3 separate regions of the Mus musculus genome follow, and regions 2 and 3 are each linked to region 1. A link is a contact called in public Hi-C and HiChIP or PLAC-seq data. All regions are on one chromosome and are shown on one strand. The core of a region is the stretch at or near the end of the contact, and the rest is flanking DNA. Distances in the headings are between cores, read along the strand shown. Region 1 overlaps Abcc12 (ATP-binding cassette, sub-family C (CFTR/MRP), member 12). Region 2 has its middle 49 kb from the start of Gm33687. Region 3 has its middle 79 kb from the start of Gm33687.

Region 1 (4,556 bases), core at 534-3,033:
GGATCCAGGGGCAGTGAGAGAGAGGGGACTGTCATCTGACTGTACCAGCGTCTTCATCCCTCTGAGCTGGGCTCTCCTTCAGGGTCTCCACCATGGCTACATTGTAAATGTGCTCTGGATCCTGGAGATAAAATGAAATGACTTCTGAAAGTGAGCCAACAGACCTGTCCCAGGCAGAAAGCCATGAGGCGGGACTCTTAATCCCACTCACCAGGCAGGTGTGCAGTTTACCTTGAATTGCAGTCCCCGGAGGTTGTGGATAAGCTTTGCATAGCGCCCCCTCTCTTCCATCAACTCCTTGTGGGTGCCCTTTTCACAGATCTCTCCATCTTCTAACAGAATGACCTCATCACAAGACTCCAGGAACTGCAGAGACAGTGCATCCATCCACAACAGCACTGCCTCGGTAAGAAAGAGCTCACACCAAACTCCCAGCCTGCTTTCCCAGGTGCACTGAATTACTGGGGTTTTCAATCCTGGCACTATTACCAAATAATCCCTTGTCTTCAGGGGCTGCCCTGTGCATTGTAGACTATTTCGCAGCCTCTCTGGTGTCTACCTACCAGTAGGATGTCTTTCCCTAGTTGTGATGAGCAAAATTGTCTGCAAGCACTGCCAAATGCCCCAGGGGTTGGAGCGGGGGCGGCAATTGAGAACCACTGAGCTAGTCCCCAGTCTTTTCAGTACAGAAGCTGGACTCTGGCTGCAACAATGAGGCAATCAAAACTTCCTTCGATTCTTCTCTGTGAATGAGCTACCCCACTCAGAAATCTGATTGACTATTGTGGAGGCCAAGGTTTGGAAAAGACAGAAAACATGATCCCAGTCCTGTCAGAAGCCCCACCCCACTGAGCCCGGGGAATAGAAACCGGGTCATAGGCCACACCCCCACCAGCTTTAACAGAACAATAACGATGTGAACAATAAATATCACAGGCCCTGTTTTTCTGATTCCGAGACCCTTCACATCCACACCAATCCTTGGATTAAAGAATTCTGCTGAGAGGGATGCCGTTTTATTTTGGAAGAAGAAAGGGCACTCCTCGATTGATCCACCCAACAAAGGGCAGATAGTCCCCTCCTAAAGGCAGGCAAAATGCTGTAAGAGTGGGAACAGTTTGATCTAAAGAAGAAAGCCATCACAGCAGGGCCAGAGTCCCGGATTTGCACTTCTACTCTGCTCAAGGCCAAAATCCCACTTGGCTAAACTTGATTCGAATCCTGCAAGCAAAGGCCTACCACTGATAGTTGTACACCTGATGGGGTGGGTGGTGCCCAAATGCTTCAACCAGAGCAGTTCCAGCAGCATGGATAGCTCTAGCCTCTGTCTCCCCTATCCATGACTGGAGCCCTTCCTCAGGCAGCCCAAGCAGGAACCTGGCTCCTACTGCCCAGTGGAGGGAGACACACCTTCTGCTTCTGACAGAACCTTTCCCTCAAAGACAGACTTGGACCTCAGGCATCATCCTCTGGTGTTCCACAGCCTGATCTTACATCTTATCTCCCAACCTCGGGCAGCTCTCAGCTCAAGAAAGCTGTAAGCTCGGTTAAGCCATTGATTCTTTTCACACGAGGAAAGGAAGCACACAGGGCCCACTACAATCTACAGGCTTTTCTGCCTATGTGTGGGACCACCACCCAGACTTGGGAGGGCCCCGAAAAGGTCCCTCTGGCCAGCAAGCCCTTGGCTCACTCTGGTGACACCAAGTAGCTTTGTGTAGCCGTGCTCTGCAAACACTTCGGAAGCTGAGCCCTTAGTAGATTCCAGCAGCTCGTCAGACTGCTGGCCTCGCTTTGTTTCCTCAAGTAAACAGATGAGTGGCTGTCATGGCCAGCTACTCCAAAGCATCTGAGGTCAGAGCAGCTAGGAAATGTTCTGGAAAGCCCCGGGGCTGCAGTTTGAGGCTGAGCCCTCCCCTCCCCCACAAAGAATGGGATGAAGAGTGTATCAAGATTATGGTGCCATCTGGTGGCCTTCTTCCTCTCCCAACAAGCAAAAAGTGAGCTAAAATGACCTTGGAAAGGTGTGACTGCTGGAGACTCTGGGAAAACACCAGCTTGCCTAAGATCATACTTCGGGCTAGTGAGTTTCAAAGATGGGCTGGGCATGTGGCTATGGTTTATCCTCCAAGAGGGGATAATAGAGGGACAGCTCTGTCTCACACCTGTCAGGACCAAGGCAGCATCCTCCAGGACCCAGGACTCCTCCGGAAGACAGTTCTCCCAGGGCAAGCAGATGCCACAGACTGAATAGTCACAGGCCAGGGCTATGGTAACCACGCTAAGGAATCTAGCTAGGCCACAGACCATTTCTAGGCAAAACATGGGATTCCAGACTGAATCCAGCCAGCCTTCTCCTTTCCTCAGCCCTGGCCTACAGAGGACCTAGGAGTTCTTGTCTAACTAATCTGGCTCATTATTTTATAGAGCTGTGGCTCACCTGCTAAAGAAACCAGATACTCACATGTATAAAATTTGAATGCTTAAAGCTTATTCTGGGGAGCTGTGGGGGGCTGGGTTTCCTGGGTCTTTGAGAGGCCCTCTCTCTTCAGGGTGGTCCTCCTGGCCTCAGCCAGAGGGTACCAACCTACAGGCTGCAAAGTCCTATAGCTATGGCAACCTTACTTGCTGCTTCAGCCTTCACACCTTCACCACCTCAATTTCTGATTCACTGAAAGGCAATGAGATCTGCTTCCTGCCCCCCAGACCAGGCCTACTGAACAAGAAGAAGGGGCTCTCTGCACCAGTGCCCCAACGGGTCACCTCCCAATGTCTCTGGGATGTTTTCTACTTTGAGGTATGCGTGCTCGTGCACACGCACACAAATACATACTCACGTGCAGTATATCTCCCAGACTTGGGAGATTAGAGAGAGAGAAAGAGAGAGAGAGAGAGAGAGAGAGAGAGAGAGAGAGAGAGAATGAGAGGGTAACCTTGAATTATCTTGGGTAGAGAAGGGGCCCTAGATTCCCACCAAGCATTCAGAACCTGTATGTGGGATGGATTCAACAAGGTCTGTGACCATGCAGCCAAATCCTCCAGTTCACTTAACATAAGCCCAGTCTCTTTCTCCAGCAAGATTCACCCTCCTAAGCCAGAGGGAGACTACTGTTTGAATGGGAACAGGATCTAAGAAGGCAGAAGAACCCTGAAGCGTTGCCCATTGGTCCTGGCCTCAGGAGCCTTTCCTGGGCTAGGGGAAGACTGGGGAGTCTGGGCCACTCATCACAAGAGCCATGACTTTCTGGGTGAGGAAAGAAAACAGAGCTTCCATGACCCTCAGACAAGGAACCCCCAACCTCAGGCCCATCAAGTCCCTACTGGAGAATGGGTAGAGCCTGACTTGTCCATGCCTGGCTCCCCATTTCCTTGGCACCAATGGCCCAGATCTCAGAGCCAATTGATCCTACACAATCTACCCAATGGGGGAGGAAAAGTCGTCTCCCCACTGATCCCAAAGACTAAGCCAAAGGAAGTCATACCCAGAGAGGAGCAGGTAGCAATACCAGGAAGCTAGGGATGGCTGCAGGACTCATCAGTGTCTCCTACCATCTCAATCCCCTGTTCAGGTAAAGCCACCTACTGGTGGAAATGGCATATTTAGGCAGAACAGGAGTCTCTTTGACCATCAAGTGCTGCACTCATCCCAAGGCCTCATGGACCACGCACATCCCAGTCACCTGCAACTGGTGGGTAACCAGCACAACTGTCTTCCCTTTGAGTGTCTTCTTAATGCATTCTTCAAAGACATGCTTCCCCACGTGGGCATCCACAGCCGAGAGCGGGTCATCCAGCAGGTAGAGCTGACGATTAGCATACACAGCACGGGCCAGGCTGATCCTCTGCCTCTGTCCCCCAGAGAGGTTGACACCCCGCTCTCCAATCTGTGGACAGGGATAATGGCACTGCCCATCATTATTAAGTCTGCCTGCCACCCCATGGTCTTTGTATATCAGGAGCATTCTAAAACTCTTCAGGACTCGGGGAGACAACACAGCTTGTTATCTCTCTCTGCACATAAGCTCCCCCATGCCTTACGCTAGGCAATGCTGACTGGAAGAATTCCACCCACCCCACCCCCTCACTTCATGGAAGCACAGTGCCAACTGAGAACAGCTCTCTCTGACTCTGAGTAAGGGGTGCCTATCACATGACTCCCAATTCCTGGTGCACAGTCCACTATTGATTGCTAACACCGAGATTTGGCTTTGGTTTTGTTTTTGTGGTTTTTGTTTGGTTTTGGAGCAGGGAACTTTGGAAGAATGTACAGTGAATAGTGAAAAGGAAGGACTGTGCCTGGGAGATGGATCAGGGACCCCTATGTCCACTTCTTCGTGTACAAATGTGTGTGCCATGAAGACACCATCAATCCCTAAAACTTGGCGCCTGATCTGAGGCATGGATTATATGCTCAGTAGACATTTCCTGCAAGATGAAAATCTAGGTTATGTTTTTCTAGGAATCCCGTCCTCCTGAGTACAGAGTGGATCCCACTGTACTCAGATGCCCAGCTTCTAAGCTAGGTGCCATGTGCTGAGAGCTGGGACCTGGGAGCT
Region 2 (4,556 bases), core at 1,441-3,940, 210 kb before region 1:
AACTCACTATCCTCTGGTCTTAGCCTCAAAGTTCTGAGAGATTCTAGGTGCATGCTAATAGCCATGTGTGTCTCTTCTTCCTCTTTGTGATGTGTCCTCAGAGGAACTCTGGTTTCTAACCCAGCCTAGAAGCCCTCAGAATACCCATTTGCTTCCTTCATAGCTTTCTGGTGCTCCAGGTTTGTAAAAGTGTCTTGTTCCCCCAGCGACTTCACAAGCCTGTGAGGTTCCTAGGCAGGTAGGGTTACCTCTGACACAATGCGTCTGTCTGCAGGGGCTGTGTTTTGTTCATTCTGACTGTAAGCGACTGTCCCAGGGGCTGGGATGGGCTGCACACATGTGCTCACTTGAAGATGATCTTTCTTTCTCCAGGTCACCCCAGAAAGCGTGGGAAGGGGTGCTGCTCCACATGAGTCTGTAAACTTAGGAAGGAGAAAGAACACAGTCTCTTTACAGGTTTTCTTCTTGGCATGGTGTGTGTGTGTGTGTGTGTGTGTGTGTGTGTGTGTGTGTGTGTGTGTGTGTAGCCATTAGGAATCAGCACAGAACTCAGCTGAATTTTAATGGTTGCCATTTCCATAGGTCCTCAGACTGAAGAACAAGCTGATTGTTCAGAGATGAAGTGTGGAAATGGCAACACTGAAGATAATTTAAAATAGCAAACTGGGTAAAATCTGAAGTTCTGAAAAGCAGTCATTCCCCCCCCTGAGAAGAATGTTACTAAAAACACAGACCTAAACGTCTTAACTTTTTAAATTTTTTTTTTTTGATTGTAAGAATCCTTTGACTCTCAATGTCTTCTCCTATCTGATCCTAACACCAGGCATTCTGGGAGCCTGGAAGGGTTTGAGCTGCATCTAATGTATTCATTTAGAAGGCAGGCATTGGGCATCAGACACAAGCTTAGGAGTGTGAGGGTGTTTCAGAGTCACATAAGGCCCAGACTGTGTCCTCAGACAGTGTGGGACTGTGTGAAAGGTTGCATTTGGAATCCTGTCCAAGTTGGATTTACAATCTGTTTGTGGAGATTGCTCCATAAATGTGGGCAGGAAGTTTAATGTCTCCAAGTCCCAGTTCCTATATGAGCAACCAAGGTCAATGTTGCTCATCTCTTAAGGTCCTTTTGAGGATCAAACAAGATGCAGCCATCCACCGAGTGAATTAGATCATGACAGGCCTCCACTCAAAACACTACAAAGGACTGCTAGGAGTCTTAGTCGTTTTCTATTGCTGTGCTAAAACATCATGACCAAGGCAACTTATTTTTAAAAAGCATTTGTTTGGGGCTTATTATTTCAGAGGGTTAGAATCCAGGACCATTACTATGGGAGATAGCAGCAGGCTGGCAGACATGGCACTAGAGCAGTAGGTAAGAGCTCACATCTTGAACCACATCATAAGGCAGAAAGAGAGAAAAAGAGATTGGGAATGGCCAGAGTCTTTTGAGACCTCAAAGCCTGGCCTCCTCTAATAGGATATACTTCTTAATTCTTCCCAAGCAGTTCTATAAACTGGGGACCAAACATTTAATCTATGAGCCTTTGGTGGCGGTGGGGGCTTCTGTAGGAAATGGGGTAGGAGTGGATAGGCTCATTCAAGCCACTAGGAAATTCAGAAGGGGTTTAAGTCTTTAGTAGAGACTTGGCGTCTTGCCTCTGTCTACGTCTCTGCCCACTCCTGTGTCTCACAGAGCTTATGTGTCCCTGTTCTCCAGCCCTTGCCCTTGTGCCTTGTCACCAAAGGCCTATCCACTCTGATAGGAATACTTCCTCCAATGTGTCTCTAGCCTTAAGGTCACACCATTCCGTTTCAGGTTCACTTCCCAAGGAACCTTTTTCCCCCCCGCAAGCCTGAACTATCACCCAGCATTCTAATTTATTTAACCTAAATGGTGTCTCTTTCTGACTTTAATTGCCACCCTGTGTTCTGTGACATGTTCACTTGCTTCCAGTCTGTCTCTTCTTTTGAAATGGGAAATCTCTGATGGCAAATATGCTTTCTTCACGGATGTCTTCCCAGCTGGCCCTCAAATAATTAATGAATACCTTACGAGAGTTTCTCTACCCAGTGCTTGGCACACAGTACTGTCTCAATAAACAGCAATTCTTCCTCCAACCTTCTTGGCAAGGAGACTGAGCTGAAGATAAGACAGTCTGAGGGTGGTGGCCGCTGTTAGGGAAGCTGCCACCTCTTCTCTCCCTCCCTCCTTCTCTTCCCTCCTCATCCCTCTTCCTCCTTCCTCCTTTTCCCTCCTCCTCTTCTTCTAGCTCCTTGGATCTTTATACACCCCAATAACTATATTCTGCAGAGCCTAACAAAGTAAATTCTCATTTTATATTTTAATCAATTTGTTCCACATAAAGTATGTCTAGGGCGATAAGAGCAAGTGTTAGGAAAAAAAAAAACACTAGACAATTCACAGAATTTGCCCACCAGTTCCTGTCTTCTAGCACGGTTTGACTTGAGAAAAAGAGCCAAGGAGAGAGAAAAGACCACACCGACTCTGCAGGGGTGAGCATCAGGATTAATTAGAGAAGCTTCCCTAATGACCCTTGCTATTGAAAAATGCATGAATGGAAACCATTTCTGCCCTCTGCTTTGTGAATGAACGGAATAGAGGAGTTTGTGGGAACGAAGCCATCCCCCACGGTGCAATGCTCCATCCACACCTCCTGGGTGACTCATGCGCTTGTGGAGCTTGTGGAGCCCAGACTGTGTGGCCTCGGCAGTGGGAAAAGGAGGAGGAGGAGGCAGTGGGAAAGACACATTGGCAGGTGCTCTGCAAGTGTGTTAGCAGATCCTGAGCCACTGGGACCCAGGGGGCTCACGGGAGGTTTGTGAGGGAGGGGGATGCCTGAGCCTAGCTAGAGCTAAGCTGATGAGATTAACTAGGTCAAGGGTGTGTGGAGAGGATGGTGTAGAAGGAGAAGTTTCCTAGGCAGAGGGGTGGGCATCATGGAAAGCTGAATCTGCAGTCTGTGATCTATTTCTACCACTGTAGATATGTGTCTTTTTCTGTGTCTCAGGTTCTTCAGGTTTAATAAGCTCTGGATTAAATGTTTGTTCCAAAACTTCCATCAGAATAAGAATTCTGTTGGCTCATATGAAGTCATCTTTGCCTCTCACCCCTACTAGGTCCTTTTGGCCCCTAAGTTCACTCATATTTTCCATTTCGTTTCTTTCTCTACACCCTCCTCCAAACACAGCTCCTTCTTTGTTTTCTTATAAGTCACCAAGGCTAATAACTAAAAGCTTATTTAGTGCCTCTGGGGATATCTGTTGGGACAGAAGAAATGACAAATTGCTACACTAGCATTGGCTCCTAAATTTAAATACAGTAGAAATGTTTGAGATGGAATAATGCAGACGTTAAATACCAAGATTGCCCAAGAGATTTTGAATTCTGTAGAGCTAACATTTTGGTAAAGAGAATACTTTTAAACTTATTGCATAGTCATTTTAATTAATCACCATGACTGTGCTATCACTAACAGGCACAGAACACCAGGCTGCCCAAACCATGCCACGCTGGTGTCTGTTTACTTTGAGCTAAAGACAAATGAGAAGAGTATATGGAAGACAGGTTCCTGCTTCCCTTTCTGCTCCTAATCTGGGTATGAGTTTCCCTTGGTGAAGATACCCATGCTGCCTCAGTCCTCACCACGAAGGGAGATAACTCTATCCCTGATGAGTCTGCATAGATAACCCTTACTTACTAAGATAATCCTTATCTTTCATTAATTTCCTGTATAGACTCACTTCCCTACAATTTACCAAACCTAAAATCCCAAACACTGCTCTTTTGTCTTGTCATTTCTTCACAAACTATTGCTGGTTTATGAACTCTCAGGCCTAACTCTCTTTGGGGCCTACCTCCTTTCCTGTGGAACTCCTAGGCATATACAGAAATTGAAATACTACATCATTTTGTGTGTCCCTTTCCACCATCAATCTGCCTTCTGTCAGCCTGGCCTGTTACCTACCCTACATCATCGATGGAAAAACCTGTTCAGATCCCATGAGTGGCACACTTGTATGTTACGCCGCAGGACTCACAGCACAAATAATAACATCAACACTTTGAATGAAAAGAGGGTGGCTCTGAGGATCCAAGGAGACACAGAGCAAGAACCTACTTGGGTCACTGGTAGCTCCAGAGTTTGTGCACAGCCCCCTCCCCCACCACAGGTGTGCATGCACACAGACACACACAAACACAGACAGACAGATGCACACACATACACACTGGCTGACCCCAGAGCTGCTATCCTGTCACCCTGTGTCCTTGTTACAGTAGTTTTTCCTCTGAGCTTTGACTTCTCCATTCCCTTCACCATCTTTTCTGACGTGGCCACTAGCTTCAGTTCTTCCCCTGCAGCTGACGTCATCACTAGACAAGGGAAGAGAACGCAGGAGAACAGTTGGCTTCATGGAAGATACTCTGAATTAATTCAGTGACTAGAAATGTCTTCAACTCAGGGGCAGAAGAACGGGTAGCTGGGTGTCATAGACAAGAGAGTCAGTTTGGAGTGCTTGACGACAGGACTGCAGAAAGA
Region 3 (4,556 bases), core at 1,056-3,555, 180 kb before region 1:
AGCTGACTATTGGAGTCTGGGTCTCAAAATATGTTCTGTGCACTCAGCCTCAAAGACTTACTGTCAAATGGAGGCTATATTATTTAGTCAAGATCAGATTTAAAGATAAGTTGGACTTTCAATTAAACACATTCTCTTGACAATATTCTTCTATTCAGAGCAATTAGCAGGGTGGCACAGAAGCAGACAACCTTACACATCTCCCCAGGCATGCACATTCATTAAGTATATGCTGAGATATTGTTTTCCAGAGCTTCCCAAAGCATAGACCAGACACTTTAAGTGGTGCAGGGTGTGGTTTAGGGCAATATAACCAGAGAATTAAAGAATGTAAAAAAAACATATCATGGGAATGTCATTTCCTTTTGTAACTTCTCCTCTCTGATGGCAGAAGAAAGTTCCAGGTTGTTGTGAACTGGCTCTGAACACCAGCTACTGTTAATCTCCATTTCAAACAGAGAAGAGATCTTAATCTTCCAGCCTTTGGCAGGCAACAGAATTGAACTAAATAACATTATTTTGCGTTTGCTTTACAGTTACTTTCTCTCTCTCTTTTTAAGATAACTTAAACATTTTAAAACCACCTGAAGCTTGCAGAGTTCAAATTCACTGATCATTTTTTCCACAACCAATGGAAAAAAAGTGTGGATAAGATCCACCCCCTAATTATTCAACAGTGTAATTCTTACCAGCGATGTCACTCTTTTCATAACCACAACCTAACTATTAAAATGAGGAAATTTCCATTCAAGCTACAGACACCCCTTGAGGTTAGCCAATGGCATCACTTGCCCTTCAAAGCAGAATGATAACACACTCTTGTCCCATGCCTTTAGTCTGCTCTGGGGAGCAGCTTTCTAGTTGTCCTTTGACTTTCACAACTTGGACACTTTGAATGTCACAGGCTAGTTATTTTGTAGAAAGCCCCTCAATTTGCATTTGTCTGGCATTTCTTCGTGATTAAATTCATATTACAGGAGTGAGAGAGATGGCTCAGTGAATAAAAGCATTTGTTACTCTTGCAGAGGACCCACGTTCATTTCTCAGTATTCACATGGTTGCTCACAACCATCCATAACTGTAGTTTTGGGGGATCTGACCCTCTCTTGACTTACACAAGCACTAGGTACACACACTGTGTAAAAATGCAGTCAAAATATTCATACACATAAAAAAAAATAAGATTCCACATCTTGGTATAGTATCACAGAAATGATGCTATGGCATCAGCACTGTCTCCTAGCGAACATCACGTGATATTGATGCTCTCTGCTGCTGCTGCTGCTGCTGCTGCTGCTGCCATTGACTGGGACTGCTTGTTGGAGGTGGTGTCTGCTGGATTTCTCCATGATAGAGAAAACTGCTCTGGAATCTTCCGTTATAGAAAGGAATGTTAAATCTATAATACTCTGTCCTCATAAAAGCTTAAGGGCTCATTTTAACATCCATTTGCGTTTCATAGATACATTGATTACTAGTTTGATGGTTGCCAAACAGTGAAATTATAATTCCATCGTTCCTTCTGCTGAGATAAAAGGCTTTGTCTTTCCCCCCATTTACTTGTTTTTGCCTGACTGGACTCATCAATTACTATGTTATTTAATGGGTTATAGTTTTATACTTACTAGCCATTTTTGATATTCATGTTGCTCCAGATCTGACTAACAGTAGCCTCTCTGGTCTCTCATCTTCAGCCTCTCCCATCATTCTCCAGGAACTTCCTTGCACTGGGGACCATTCCCCAGATCCTTTACTGTGAGCTCTTACACCCGCCATGGTATCCTGGCAAATGAGGACTGGTGTTGCTAGTTGGCTGGTTGCTATTCAGATACGACTGTCTTCAGGTCTTCCCAACTGTCTTTATGCACACATATATCTACAATGTATTCAGGTACACACATATAAAGACACATCTATCGAGGCACATAATTTCTGTATTTAGTGGTCTCTCTGCCTTTCATAAATTCATGCTAGCTCCAGCTCAAAACCTCAGTTTCAGTCTCATTTTCTCTCTTTCCATATTCTTAACTCCCTTTCCAATAGTAAGAAATCTGGCTTCCATGAGCAATGATCTAATTCCTTCTTGGCTCCTTCCCTGTAGCCTCTCCAGCCAAAGCTATGCTTCTGTGGCTCTGAAACCACTCTACGGGTCATCTTCCCTCCATCCCACCATGTTTGGTTATCATTGTCTTACAGTCTCGGTGTTGGTTCCAAAATCTTTGCAAAGTCTGACAAGTTCTGACGCCTGCTCTGTCTCTCAGACTGTGTACTTTGCCCCCTCGGTATGCCTTGTAATTTGCTTCCTGAGATGGTTAGTCATGTAAACAGAACTTTGGTGAATAAGCCTTTTGTGATGTGGTGGCCAGGCTTCAGGGACAGAACGCATTCGAGTAGTGATGGGCCTCCAGGTCTTCCGATGGGTCTAGGAGCCAAACGGTGGATCACAAGTGCTTCTGAGTGTCCTTCCCATCCTCATGAGATGAGGTGGACAGCGTTAGCAAGAGCACAGGCTTTGGCTGTGTCAAGCAGTCTGTCTGTTGCTCCTGCTGAAAGGACAAGAGTATTCTCCAATATTTACCGTAGACCCTCTAGAGGTAAAAGTCACAAAAATAGGACCACTGTGCCTGGATTCCCACAGAGTTTAACTCTCTGGTTCACACTGAGGCTCTTGAAGTTATAATTCAAATTTTCCTACTCAAGGATGGAAGCCACAGAGGCTCAGCTCACAGGGTTCTGCAGAGGTGGGTGTGAGTCTCTGTACTCACTTGTATCCTATCTCCAGGTTGGTGAACCAACTTATAAATCTAAGGAGGGCTGAGATTTTTAGACATGTTCAGCCTCCTGTTTCAACAGATTCACAACTTTTAATCTCATGTCAGACTGGTAACAGAAAGTATAAAACTCATTTTATAAATATGTCTGTCTGGATTAAAAACAGAGTTTGAAGGACAACATTATTGATACAATTAGTATTCTAAGCTTAATTTTAGGAAACATTTCTGTGGCCCAAGGACATTGGGGTAGAGTCAGTGTCTGTTTTAACCACTTGCAAATGCATATGTAGGTCTTTAATCACACTGAGTTCACATGTATATTCCAGGGGCCATCTGTCCCTGATACAAAGGGTCTGGCCGGCACAGGGCTGTCAGTGTTGATTTATGAGCTCCTGTATTTGGGGACACAGCTGCTCGAGGTTGCACAGGCTCAACTCCCGAGGGCAACTTGCTGGACACTTGCCTCTCCTGGGCAGTGTGTACCTGTGTAGCTCTCCAGACCTCAGGAATCCTACTTCCTTTTCCATGCCCACTTTGCCTACATTGTCTCTCCCCTTTCTCCTGAGCTGCTTAGAGGAGTTGCCCTCTTCTTGTAGGCCAGCTCAGCCTAGAAAGCCATCTCTCAGCAGGGTTGACTTATACCCCTTCAGTACAATTGTGAGACTTATGTGGGAACTTACTCAATATCTATGTCCCTGTTGGTGACTCTGTTCACTGCATGTCCTCTCTCTTTACAGACGTTTACTTGTCTTGGAAGTGTGGAAGAGCAGAGATTGACCTTCATGCCATAATTGCATGCTACAAATGTACGTGTGTGTGTGTGTGTGTGTGTGTGTGTGTGTGTGTGTGTGTGCCTTGCATGCGTGTGCTTAAGTGTGTAGAGAATGTTTCACGAAATATGAGTTTTCTTCTCACCATCCTCAGGATGCATGAATCAATCACCTACCAGCACCCCATCTCTATCAGGGGTGTGCCACATTGTACAGTTTGAAGCCTTCCTCCCTGTGGACATGTCTCACCATGGCTGCCCTGGGACTTAAATGCCTCCCTTTCAACTTCAGCTCAGTCAATGTGCAGGAAGGAAATGTGAGTTCATTTGCTCTCTTCTATGACCTTGACGGTTAGTAAAAGCTGGAGGGGCCATCTGGAGTTGGATCCTTGCCACTGGAATAGACAGTGGAGGCCAATCAAACATGTCCTGCTGACTGTCCCATGCCAAACCTGGTCCTCTCATCTCCTAGTAGGTCTCTGAATCCCTGGTGCTCTTGTTGCACTGACTTTTTCTGGGGAGACATAAACACGTGTCTATTTGTCCCAGATAAAGCACCAACAATAGAACAAGCTAAAGAAATGATTCCGAATCCAGTGTGGTTGCAAATATGTGAGCTGGAGTTATTTATAGGAGCATGGGAAACTTATAGCTGGTTAGACCATCAAAGAGGGCTCCCTCCCCATAACCTTGAGACCTTCATGCACTGCCTGATGGAACAAAGGTGAGCCCAGTATTGTGAAGGTAAGCTGTGGCTTACCACAGCTGCTTTGATGTCAAGACAGCAACAGCCTTTCCACGTCTGGAGAACAGCGTACACAGCAGCCCCTCATGACTTTTCTCTTTCTGCTGAAGACAGCAAATCTCTTCCCATTTTTTTTTTAAACCAAGAAGCTGACTGATACAGCCCTTGCCTTTGAGGCAAGAAAAACAACCCATCCAGAACAGAGATTATTGTGATTAGAAAGCACGCCAATGTTCCCAGCTCAGTGCCTGGATATGAAAATTAAATT

Evidence for each region. Hi-C and Micro-C count contacts between places; a contact is called where the count stands out from the background. HiChIP or PLAC-seq counts read pairs in DNA pulled down with a chosen protein or histone mark.
Region 2: a Hi-C map of cerebral cortex shows a contact between it and region 1, with 1.8 times the contacts expected there. The contact joins two enhancer-like sites. A contact is called at or near these places in 3 of 484 Hi-C or Micro-C datasets (cerebral cortex, liver and nephron progenitors) and 1 of 115 datasets of contacts at active chromatin or transcription factors (astrocytes).
Region 3: a FOXA1 HiChIP or PLAC-seq map of pancreatic cancer cells shows a contact between it and region 1. The contact joins two enhancer-like sites. A contact is called at or near these places in 10 of 484 Hi-C or Micro-C datasets (cerebellar granule neurons, cortical neurons, embryonic fibroblasts and 4 more) and 3 of 115 datasets of contacts at active chromatin or transcription factors (astrocytes, a colorectal cancer cell line and pancreatic cancer cells).

The regions. Positions count from the first base shown.
Region 1 is chr8:86,534,643-86,539,198 of GRCm38.p6, forward strand. It overlaps Abcc12 (ATP-binding cassette, sub-family C (CFTR/MRP), member 12), which reads right to left. Exons shown (of 29, transcript NM_172912.4): 13 at 3,681-3,884; 14 at 232-366; 15 at 46-121. Among named protein-coding and RNA genes, the nearest start is that of Abcc12, 30 kb to the right of the region's middle. Within about 2 kb of position 1,784, at least 88 of the 459 cell types and tissues checked have an H3K27ac peak or open chromatin away from gene starts, as enhancers often do. A contact at or near this core is called in cerebral cortex and pancreatic cancer cells, where this site is marked.
Region 2 is chr8:86,326,136-86,330,691 of GRCm38.p6, forward strand. No RefSeq gene overlaps it. Among named protein-coding and RNA genes, the nearest start is that of Gm33687, 49 kb to the left of the region's middle. Within about 2 kb of position 2,691, at least 23 of the 459 cell types and tissues checked have an H3K27ac peak or open chromatin away from gene starts, as enhancers often do. A contact at or near this core is called in cerebral cortex, where this site is marked.
Region 3 is chr8:86,356,571-86,361,126 of GRCm38.p6, forward strand. No RefSeq gene overlaps it. Among named protein-coding and RNA genes, the nearest start is that of Gm33687, 79 kb to the left of the region's middle. Within about 2 kb of position 2,306, at least 11 of the 459 cell types and tissues checked have an H3K27ac peak or open chromatin away from gene starts, as enhancers often do. A contact at or near this core is called in pancreatic cancer cells, where this site is marked.